2 separate regions of the Mus musculus genome follow, and region 2 is linked to region 1. The links are chromatin contacts, called in public HiChIP or PLAC-seq maps. All regions are on one chromosome and are shown on one strand. The core of a region is the stretch at or near the end of the contact, and the rest is flanking DNA. Distances in the headings are between cores, read along the strand shown.

Region 1 (4,600 bases), core at 1,014-3,513:
GATTTAACCATTTGTACCATGTTTAACCATTTCATTAGATGGTTTCATAAATAACCTCTTGATTGCCTCTCCTACTTTTCTACATCTCCCCGAATACTAGATCTGAGTGAGCGAGTCTTTTTTTGTTACAGTTAAGCAACAATGGATAAAAAAAATTAACTGGACAATGGACCCTTGGATTACATCTGACTTACTGAATTATTTAATTTTGATCTATGTTTAAACTACAATATTTTAAAACAGTGTTTAAAAACAGTGTTAATGTTGATATATTTCCTACAAAATACAGGAGTATGTTACTCCTTTGTGTATTGTGGGTGTCCCTGGACAGGACTCTCTCTGACTTTCTGTCTTTGTCTTTTATCATGCTCAATCTGCCCCCAGTTTTGCTCCCTCTTCAGAGTTGCCTGACCTGGAGTTCTACCCCAGTACCTTCCTTGGGCTCCATTACTGTTTCCCCAGTCCAGGTTTGTGTCGTATGTCCACACCTTGAGTTCTTGCCCATTGTCCTCTGTTCAGAATAAGGCCATAGCCATGTTCAATGATATCTTGGCTTCATCTATTACTACTGGCATCCCTTTCTCCCTTCGTGGGCCCCAACCTGCCAGCCTTCACCTTGCTGTGGGAAGAAAGGTCCCCTGAAAGAGTCCCTCTAACACCTGTATTTAAAGACACCCAAATTGCTTGTCACTTCCTCAGTAAAAGTCTGAGTTCTTTTTTCATTTTTGTCCCCTTGCAGCCTCAGAGTGGCAGGCAAGACCCAATCCACAGGGTCCCCTTTGCATCATCAGAGTCTATGCTTGCACAATCTGCCAGAGTTCTAGGACCTCTGCTGCACCTCTCACGACTTCACATGCTTCCTCTGTGTGCACTTCATTTTGTCTGAAGCAATTCGAATTCTTGGTTTACTTCTTAAAACGAAAATAGAAATCGAAGTTGCAATACTTAAAAAAAAAAGATTTCTGGGTAGACAGTGGTGATGATTACCTTTAGTCCCAGCACTAGGGAGGCAGAGGCAGAGGCAGGTGGATCTCTGGAAATTTGGGGCCCGCCTGATCTGCGGAGCACGTTCTAGGACAGCCAGGGCTGAGAGAAACCCCGTCTTGAAAACCAAAAACCAACCAACCAGCCAGCCAGCCAACCAAACAAACAAAAGATGTCTCGATTTTCTTAAAATAAAAACTGACCAGAGATCTGGTAGTGTTGGGGCAGGGTTATTCAGGACAAACCCCCGACAGGAGGAAAGTAATGGTAGTTTTGGTATTGTTTCCCAATTCACAGGAGCCACACCTCTGGTGGCTTCCCTTCTATGCCATGAGCACTGTCCTCTGAGCTAATTGTATATTCTGACATAGCTCGTAACTGTCATCTGGCCAGGGCTATGACCCAGTGTCTGCCGCTTGGGCCTTAAGGGCTTTCTTTCTGTCATCCTCATAGCCAGGATGATGCAGGCTGCCAGGTACGTGAGTGGAGTTACCTAGTGGTTTCCACAGGGTTTGGAGGAGAAAGGTGCCATTTCCCAGCGATTCGCAGTCATATTTCCCTCTCTTCGCTACCAGTTTGCTACTCCTTCCTTCCTTCCTTCCTTCCTTCCTTCCTTCCTTCCTTCCTTCCTTCCTTCCTTCCTTCCTTCCTTTCTCCTGTTTCCACCTTTCATTTCCTTCTTCCTTCTTTTCCTTTGCTTTCCCTTCCTATTCCTTGCCTTACCTCGTCCTGCCCCCGCCCCTCTCTCCTCTCTCTCTTTCTCATTTTCTCCATTTACCCCGTCTTCCTGTCATCCTGGCTTCAGGACTGTGTCACCAGCAAGACAGAGAGAGCAGGTCTTCTCAGCCTCCCTACTCCTAGGCTGAGAAGCTGGGCAGGGCCAGTGAGGTGCTGGCTGGAAGAGGGCATGGGAGGCAGGGGGGGGGAGCCACTCCCCCTCCTTTTCTAACCCCCCCCCCCCCTTGCCGATCTCTTCTCTTCACAAAGAAGGTAAATTGGGAGGAATATTTGGCATGAGGTTAATTCTCTCCTTTCTCCTTCTTGCTCCTTTCAGCTTTCTGAGCACTTCACTGAACTTCTTCCTCTCACTGTTTGCATGTATTTCCCGTAATCTTCCGAGGTTCTTGTTCCCAGAGAGGACCATGCAGGGACTGACCTCAGGGACTGTGCTAGCGGGGAGGGTGTGCTGTTGATGGCTCTGGAAGGCAGGAGGGTAACCAAGTCCCACCAGGCACTGAAGGGGAAGTCCTTTCTGACCCAACCTGACCAGTGGCAGGTTCGTGTTATTTGTGTCAAGGCAAATGCTTTCAGTTTCTTTATGTATTTTCTGCCCCTTTCTTGGCACAGTGTACGTTTTTGCGGGTACATCTTAATTGAGTAACTTATATGCTAGTTAAAAGGAAGTGCCCAACCAAGTTAAGGAAGGGAGTTCTCAAGATTAGTCTTCTTTAAATTAGTATACATGCCAGGGTTTTTAGAAATTAAAGAAAGAATCTTAAAATAGATACTAGGTTGTTGCACCTTGCTAATAAGGTTGTGTCCTACCATGTCCAGACAGGTTTCCTGAGTCAATGCAAGACAGAACACTCCCTTTTCTTAGTGGGACTTCTTCTTCTCCATCTGATCTGGGGAGCCCAACCCACACTTAACCTGAGGAATGTCACATCATCCTTGGTGAAATTACAGGTTCAACTTCTTGGAATGCCTCTCCATGTAAAGGTATTCCCCAGCCTCAGCCGATGAAACTTCACCCTAAGAAGAACCTTTCTCACTCTCTGAGGTTCATAAATATAGCCCTGGCTTACCCCAAATAACTGTACGTGTACAAGCTCACCTTGAATAAAGGTATATGCATGAGCTGAGATCATCTTAGCTGTTTCTTCTTAGATGGGTGGAGAAGGCCTTTGTCTAAACGAGCTAGCTGTAACACTGAGATCCTTGGAGAAGCCCAGCTCCCTGTACTCACTCTCAGTGGACCTGCAGAGCCCATTCTGAACTCCATTTAATCCTTCCAGCCTGGTGTGAAGCCGTGTCTGGACACGCTGAGAGCGAGGAAATGGAGGAACCACAGCTGGACCCCAACATGCATACCACACTAAGGCTGGCAAAATAGCTCAGCAGGCAAAGGTGCTTGCCCAGAGGAAGGGCAACCAGAGTTCGATCCCGGGACCCACAGGGTGGATGGAGAGAACTGACTCCTGAAGGTTGTCATCTGACCTTCATGTGCGAGCTGCAGGATGTGCACATATATGCACACATGAATGTAAAAAGCAAAAATTGTGAGAGGACACAGTTCTGTGGTAGAACACTTATGTAACACACCCAAAACACTGGGTCTCTCTAGCACTGAGGCGAGGGAGGAGCTAAATACAGAGGAAGCCACATCTGTGATATATCCCAAGGCTGTTCACTTATACAGCCCATAGCCACATACCCCAAAACTCAAGTCATCCTGCTTTCCCCCCAATATAATCTCTACCCATGAGCAAAACACAAAGCAGACATTCTGTGTCCTTGTCAGAGCGATTTTATGAGATTAAACCAAAAGGGTCGAAGACAAATCAGCTTTAACAAGTCAGTTGGTCTCAAAGAGTTCTAATGTGCGAGAACCAATCATGAAAAAGGTCAAACCATTTCCTTGGTTTATAAACAGTGTGGTAACGTTGTGAACCAGGTTCCTAACATTTTGGTTTGTGCTCTCCTATTTTGCAGACTAATTTGCATGTGTGTGTGTTTGTGTGAAGATTAAATTTGTACGATTTTAAATTGTGATGCAGTTTTATTTTGGGATCAACAAAGCTACAGGATCCACTCATAATTATACCAGCTATGAAATTACAGTTTGGGTTATAATTAATATACATGGTGTGATATAAACTGATAAAGTTAATTAATTCACTCACAAAGTTCATGTGTTACATGATTTATATCAAGAATAAAATGTAATGTGAAATTCGGGTAGGTAAAGGTTTGCCTTTTACTATAAGGTGAAAGTGGATGTCAGATGTGGATATTCTGTAAAGATGCTGGCTACCAGTGTGTATGGGATTTGGGAACTGAGAGACTAGAGATGGCTCAGTGGTTAAGAGCGCCGACTGCTCTCCCGAAGGTCCCGAGTTCAAATCCCAGCAACCATGTTGGCTCACAAACCATCTGTAACGAAATCTGATGCCCTCTTCTGGAGTATCTGAGGACAGCTACAGTATACTTACATATAATAAATAAATAAATAAATAAATAAATAAATAAATAAATAAATAAATCTTGCCTGGCATGGTGGCTCATGCCTTTAATCCCAGCACTTTAATCCCAGAACTCTACAGAGTGAGTTCCAGGACAACCAAGACTACAGAGAAACCCTGTCTTGAAAAAAAACAAACAACAACAAAAAAAACCCCAACAACAACAACAACAACAAACCCAGAGTACATAAATTATTCGGTGATTTTATTCAGACTTCTTAAATATATGTGTATATTTTCAGCTTCTACTGTAGTAGGTTTACATGTGACCCCTCAAGTGGCTCTTAGTGTTAGCTGTCCTTTCCTGTACCCCCTCCTTTAACCCCTTCCCTCCTTCTCTGGTTTAATCCTCCTGTAACAGTACTCTGCACCTC
Region 2 (4,600 bases), core at 529-3,028, 34 kb before region 1:
TATGGTATTTGTTTTAACACTACAATTTTGTATTATGTACATTTTTGTTATTAGACGCGTTCTCACGACCGGCCAGGAAAGACGCAACAGACCAGAATCTTCTGCGGCAAAGCTTTATTGCTTACATCTTCAGGAGCCAGAGTGCAAGAAGCAAGAGAGAGAGAAAACGAAACCCCGTCCCTATTAAGGAGAATTCTCCTTCGCCTAGGACGTGTCACTCCCTGATTGGCTGCAGCCCATCGGCCGAGTTGACGTCACGGGGAAGGCAGAGCACATGGAGTGAAGAACCACCCTCGGCACATGCGCAGATTATTTGTTTACCACTTAGAACACAGCTGTCAGCGCCATCTTGTAACGGCGAATGTGGGCGCGGCTCCCAACACATTTTAAAAGACATAAACTATAAATTTTCAGCTCCCTTCTGAGAGGAAAAAAAGAGGCCTTGAAGGATCTTACAGTCCTTACTTAGAAGATTTTGTAAGTTTGACAACAGTTACAGGACAGCTAACCACTCAGGTTCACATTCACATGGCAAACCTTGATCCTGTAGGGCAACTAGGCCACTGCTTGGGGAGAGCATGGACCCTGCACAGCTTAGGGGACCTGGCTACTCTCACATCCCCTGAAAACAGGTCTTTCTGACTATTACATTTTTAGCTTCTCACAGATTGTCCTTGGACTTCCCCAAGGCCTCCACCAGTCTCCACCCACCTTCCCAATCTCTCCTCTCTCTTCTCTCCTCTCTCTCTCTCTCTCTCTCTCTCTCTCTCTCCCTTCTCCCTCTTCTGCCCCCTCCCCTCCCCTTCTCCCACCCTGCCCCTCTCCCTCCTTAGCCCCTCCCCCGCTCCACCTCTCTCCATTCTCTACCCCCCCCCCCCTTCCTGGTTTCTGCACAAAGTCAACTTTCTTGCTCAATGAAAGTCCATTTTGGGCCTCTGTCTGACCTGGCCTTTTCCAGCCTCACCCAGATGGCTCATTCTCTACCTGTACCACCTTCAATTTCCAAGGGAGATTTGATTGGTCCAAATGATCAGTTTCACCATTGTTGTGGAGTGGCTGCTGTTTGATGAGGTTGACAAAGACTAGGCCACATTTGTGAGTGTGTGTGGGGGCTGCGGGGGGTGGGGGGGCTGAAACTCACTAGGTTGACCCGGAGTTCACAGAGATCTTCCTGCCTCCACGGAGGACGTCACCAATGACTTGGACACTTGGACACTCGTAATTAATTGGGGGTGGGAAGAGAAATTTCCCTCATGATTACATTTACAATTCCTATACAATAATTTAAGTTGAGTTTCTTTTTCAAAACTCTGGGTAGGGCAAGTACATACGATGGAAATAAAAAGAATTTGAATGATTTGAATGGTCAATGAAATGTAGGAAACAATGAAGCGAAACAAATGTATTCCGTCTCAAGATCTAGAATCAAAATCGGTAGACCTGGCCTTGAAGAATGAAGGTGTTTGCAAATTGAGTCTTTTTTACTTTATTATTATTATTATTTGTCTTGAGCCTAATGCTCTGCATACAGAACCCACGTGAGGCTCTGTTTTCCTAGGAGATCTCAGAATTTAGCACGCTGGGGGAGCTTTTTCTCTTGTTGGGTAAGATACTCTGTCAGGAAATGAAGATGCATTAGGCTGTGGGTCCTGACGAGTAGGACGAGAGAGGTGATGGTACTTTGTGTGTGCATTCCTAGAAACCTGCCTCCAGCTTTGGCGTTGGCGCGGGTTTCCTCCTCCTAGGCGTGTCCCGGGAGAATGGGCGGCCCCTTTCCAGACAGCACTTAGTCTTACTTGCCCCCTACGCCTCTCCTTGTCCCCTCCCTCCTCCACTGCAGCCTTTCTCTTAGCCCGGGCCACTTCCTTCTTCTGCCTGTTCCTCCCCAGGGCGCGGAAGCCGAGTACAGGGTTCAGACCCACGCAGCAGCAGCTCTTCCGTGAAGAAGGAAGCAATCGGAGAGGTGAGCTAGTCCTGGAAGGCGCTGGGGGAAAGCTGGACCCGACGTCTGGGAAGTCTGAGCCCCGGGTGGAGGGTAAGGACCTCGGGGTGCCGCGGTACAGCTAGAGGGGCCTTGGACACGCGCCCTTTGTACCCCACTGGCGGGAACCCCACTCGGCCAGCACACTTCCGCACTGGGCTCACGTGACGTTTTGCCGGCCGGGGGCGGACCAGGAGAGGGGCAGCCCCAATCGATGTTTGCAGCGGTGCAACGTGTGGGTTTTGCATTTGGCGTCAGCTTGGTTGGGTGGGGGGCTGGGGGTGAGGTTACGGGGTGCGGAAAGACTGGGGGGGGGGATCCCGGGGCAATGAAGTGGTGTCATGACATTGCTCTCTGCACTGCGGAGGGCAGGTGAGGAAGGGAAAGTAGGACTCGTGGGGCTCCCGGGCTGTGCCTTCGGGTGCGCTGACGGTGGGGGACCGAGGGAGGGTGAGTTGCGAAGACAAAGGGACGAAGCGCTTGTGGTCCCGGGCTCTGCAGCCCTATGCAGTTCAGGAGTGAGGGAGTGGTACACACAGACCTCAGGATTTGGGGATCCATATTTGGCAAGACCTCAAACTTGTAGGAGGAATGACCAAATATGGAGTCAGCTGGAACCAGCGAATAGGGACGAAGGTGAGCCTTTGACCCGCGCCAGCTGTTAGTGATAGAAGGGAGGCTGGAAGACCGCCTAGCTCGCGTGTAAAGTTGGCTGTCGGTTCCCGAGCAGGCGACTCTAGAAGGCTTTATTTCCTTGGCCTATTGCCTCTAGAGTTTTAAAACATAACTAGAGAAGGCTCCTGACATTCCTTTCCAAATGTGTATCGATGAAGCTTTCTAGCATGTGCCAAGCCCCTCTCCTTGTGAGACCCACTCAGACAGCCTAATTAGAATCTGAGACAGTTAGACAGGCCCGGCTGACATCTGCCGCTGCCCGTCTTCTGGCCCAGCCTCTCGCAGACAGGCTCATTTTCTTAGGTTTGCTTTGCTATGACCTCTCATTGTTCTTGATCTCTCAACGAAGAGAGGTTTCTCTCCGGCTTTTAGACTGCCCTGGGTCTATTGTATAATGTGAATATTTTCTTCTCTTTTCCCCTCCCATATTAAGTGACTAAAACCTATTGAGTTGGGTTTGCAGTAGCAAACCTATTATTTTCCTATTCATAAGGGTCCAGACTGCGAGGCTGTTCTTGCTTTGTAAATGATCTGCCTTAGTAAGCACTCAGTATATGATATCACATAAGGATACACTATTGCATTAGATTCGTTTGTGTAACAGTAAAAGAACGGGAAGACCTGGCAAGATGGTGTGCTGGGAACACGGCTTATGTGGCATTAACTGTTGTGAGCTTGTTTCATTCGCAATGAAATAAGTACTTCGTAGTGTTCTTAGAATTTCATGAATTAGGGTAAAGGCACTTACTCACTGCGAAGCCTCATGACCAGATTTTAATCCCTGTGACCCACATGGGAAAGCCCACAAGTTGTGTCTGACCTTCACATTCATACCCTCCCCAAAAGAAATACATGTAAAAAAAGATTTTTGTAAAAGAAATTAATTATGAATTAATTCGGCTAAGGAACCTGGCGTGTAATTTCTGGGGTTACAGTCATAGGATCTCCCACACCCCACATTTGTATGTAGGTTCTGGGGCTCAGACGCGGTAATCTCATGCTTATAAAGCAAGAGTCTTACCAACTGAGTCATCCCCCTGCCTCCCAATCTGCGTTTCTGTTATATCTGTCCATCCTAACCAATAGAACAATACCAAACATGTAGACTACGTATATAAATATATTACGATGATTCTAGTTATGTTTTGTTATTTGCTTTTAAATAAAATGTTGTTAAGCTAACTGGATCACTATTCTTTATCATGTAAGAAATAGAAACTACATGCACTACATGTTATAAACAGGGAAAATATCATTGGTTCATAAAATCAGAAGTTCCAGGATCGGGGACAGGCTGAGTCATTTTTATGCCTAGATTTTCTTTCTGCTGGATTTCCCAGATGGGTTTTCCCATATGGTCTCATTTACATGAGGGTTGGAAATGCTCATGTTAGAAACAGTGGAAAAGGGTGTTATTTACTAGTAGTTTAGCAAAATCTTGAGACTGAACTTAACTGTTTTGAATGAGAGCTCTTGTTCTCAGACCTCCATATGTGTACCCCTACCCCCAAATAAGTAAATTTTAAGCCCCCACCGCAAATAAATAAATTTTAAAAACGCTTAAAAACGGTTTATATAAATTAATTCAAATTAGGATCGGGATGTCTTTAACTTGTCCTGCTGACTCTGGGTCGCTGCTGGAGCTGAGGATCATGCTTGGTCCACACGCACAGGGAAGTGCTGTCCCCAAACAAGACTCAGGCTGCTGGTGCCAGAGTGGGAAAGCAGTTCTGGCCCCACCAGGCAGCAGCTGGCCACCACTGAGACAGACAGGCTTATTCCCACCACTGTTCTGTATGCCTTGGGGATAGCTTAGCTCTTTAGTATCACTTTTAAACTGTGCCTTGCAATTACATAATTATGCTCTCACCAACACAAAGGTCCCCGATATAGTTGGACAGCATAATTTTTAGTAAGTGTTAGAGCTGCATTTAATTGAAGACT

What was found. HiChIP or PLAC-seq counts read pairs in DNA pulled down with a chosen protein or histone mark.
Region 2: a contact with region 1 is called in a BATF HiChIP or PLAC-seq map of CD8 T cells, with 19 read pairs. The contact joins the promoter of Abracl here to the enhancer-like site in region 1. A contact is called at or near these places in 1 of 39 promoter capture datasets (macrophages), 2 of 15 datasets of contacts at CTCF or cohesin (CD8 T cells and the NIH/3T3 cell line), 9 of 484 Hi-C or Micro-C datasets (CD4 T cells, CD8 T cells, effector CD8 T cells and 3 more), 7 of 115 datasets of contacts at active chromatin or transcription factors (CD8 T cells, effector CD8 T cells, embryonic stem cells and 2 more) and 3 of 9 other capture datasets (adipose tissue, liver and pancreatic islet).

What each region holds. Positions count from the first base shown.
Region 1 is chr10:17,986,969-17,991,568 of GRCm38.p6, reverse strand. No RefSeq gene overlaps it. Among named protein-coding and RNA genes, the nearest start is that of Abracl, 34 kb to the left of the region's middle. Within about 2 kb of position 2,263, at least 76 of the 459 cell types and tissues checked have an H3K27ac peak or open chromatin away from gene starts, as enhancers often do. A contact at or near this core is called in CD8 T cells, effector CD8 T cells, memory CD8 T cells and 2 more, where this site is marked.
Region 2 is chr10:18,020,430-18,025,029 of GRCm38.p6, reverse strand. Abracl (ABRA C-terminal like) reads left to right here and starts at 1,778. Exons shown (of 3, transcript NM_028440.1): 1 at 1,778-1,963.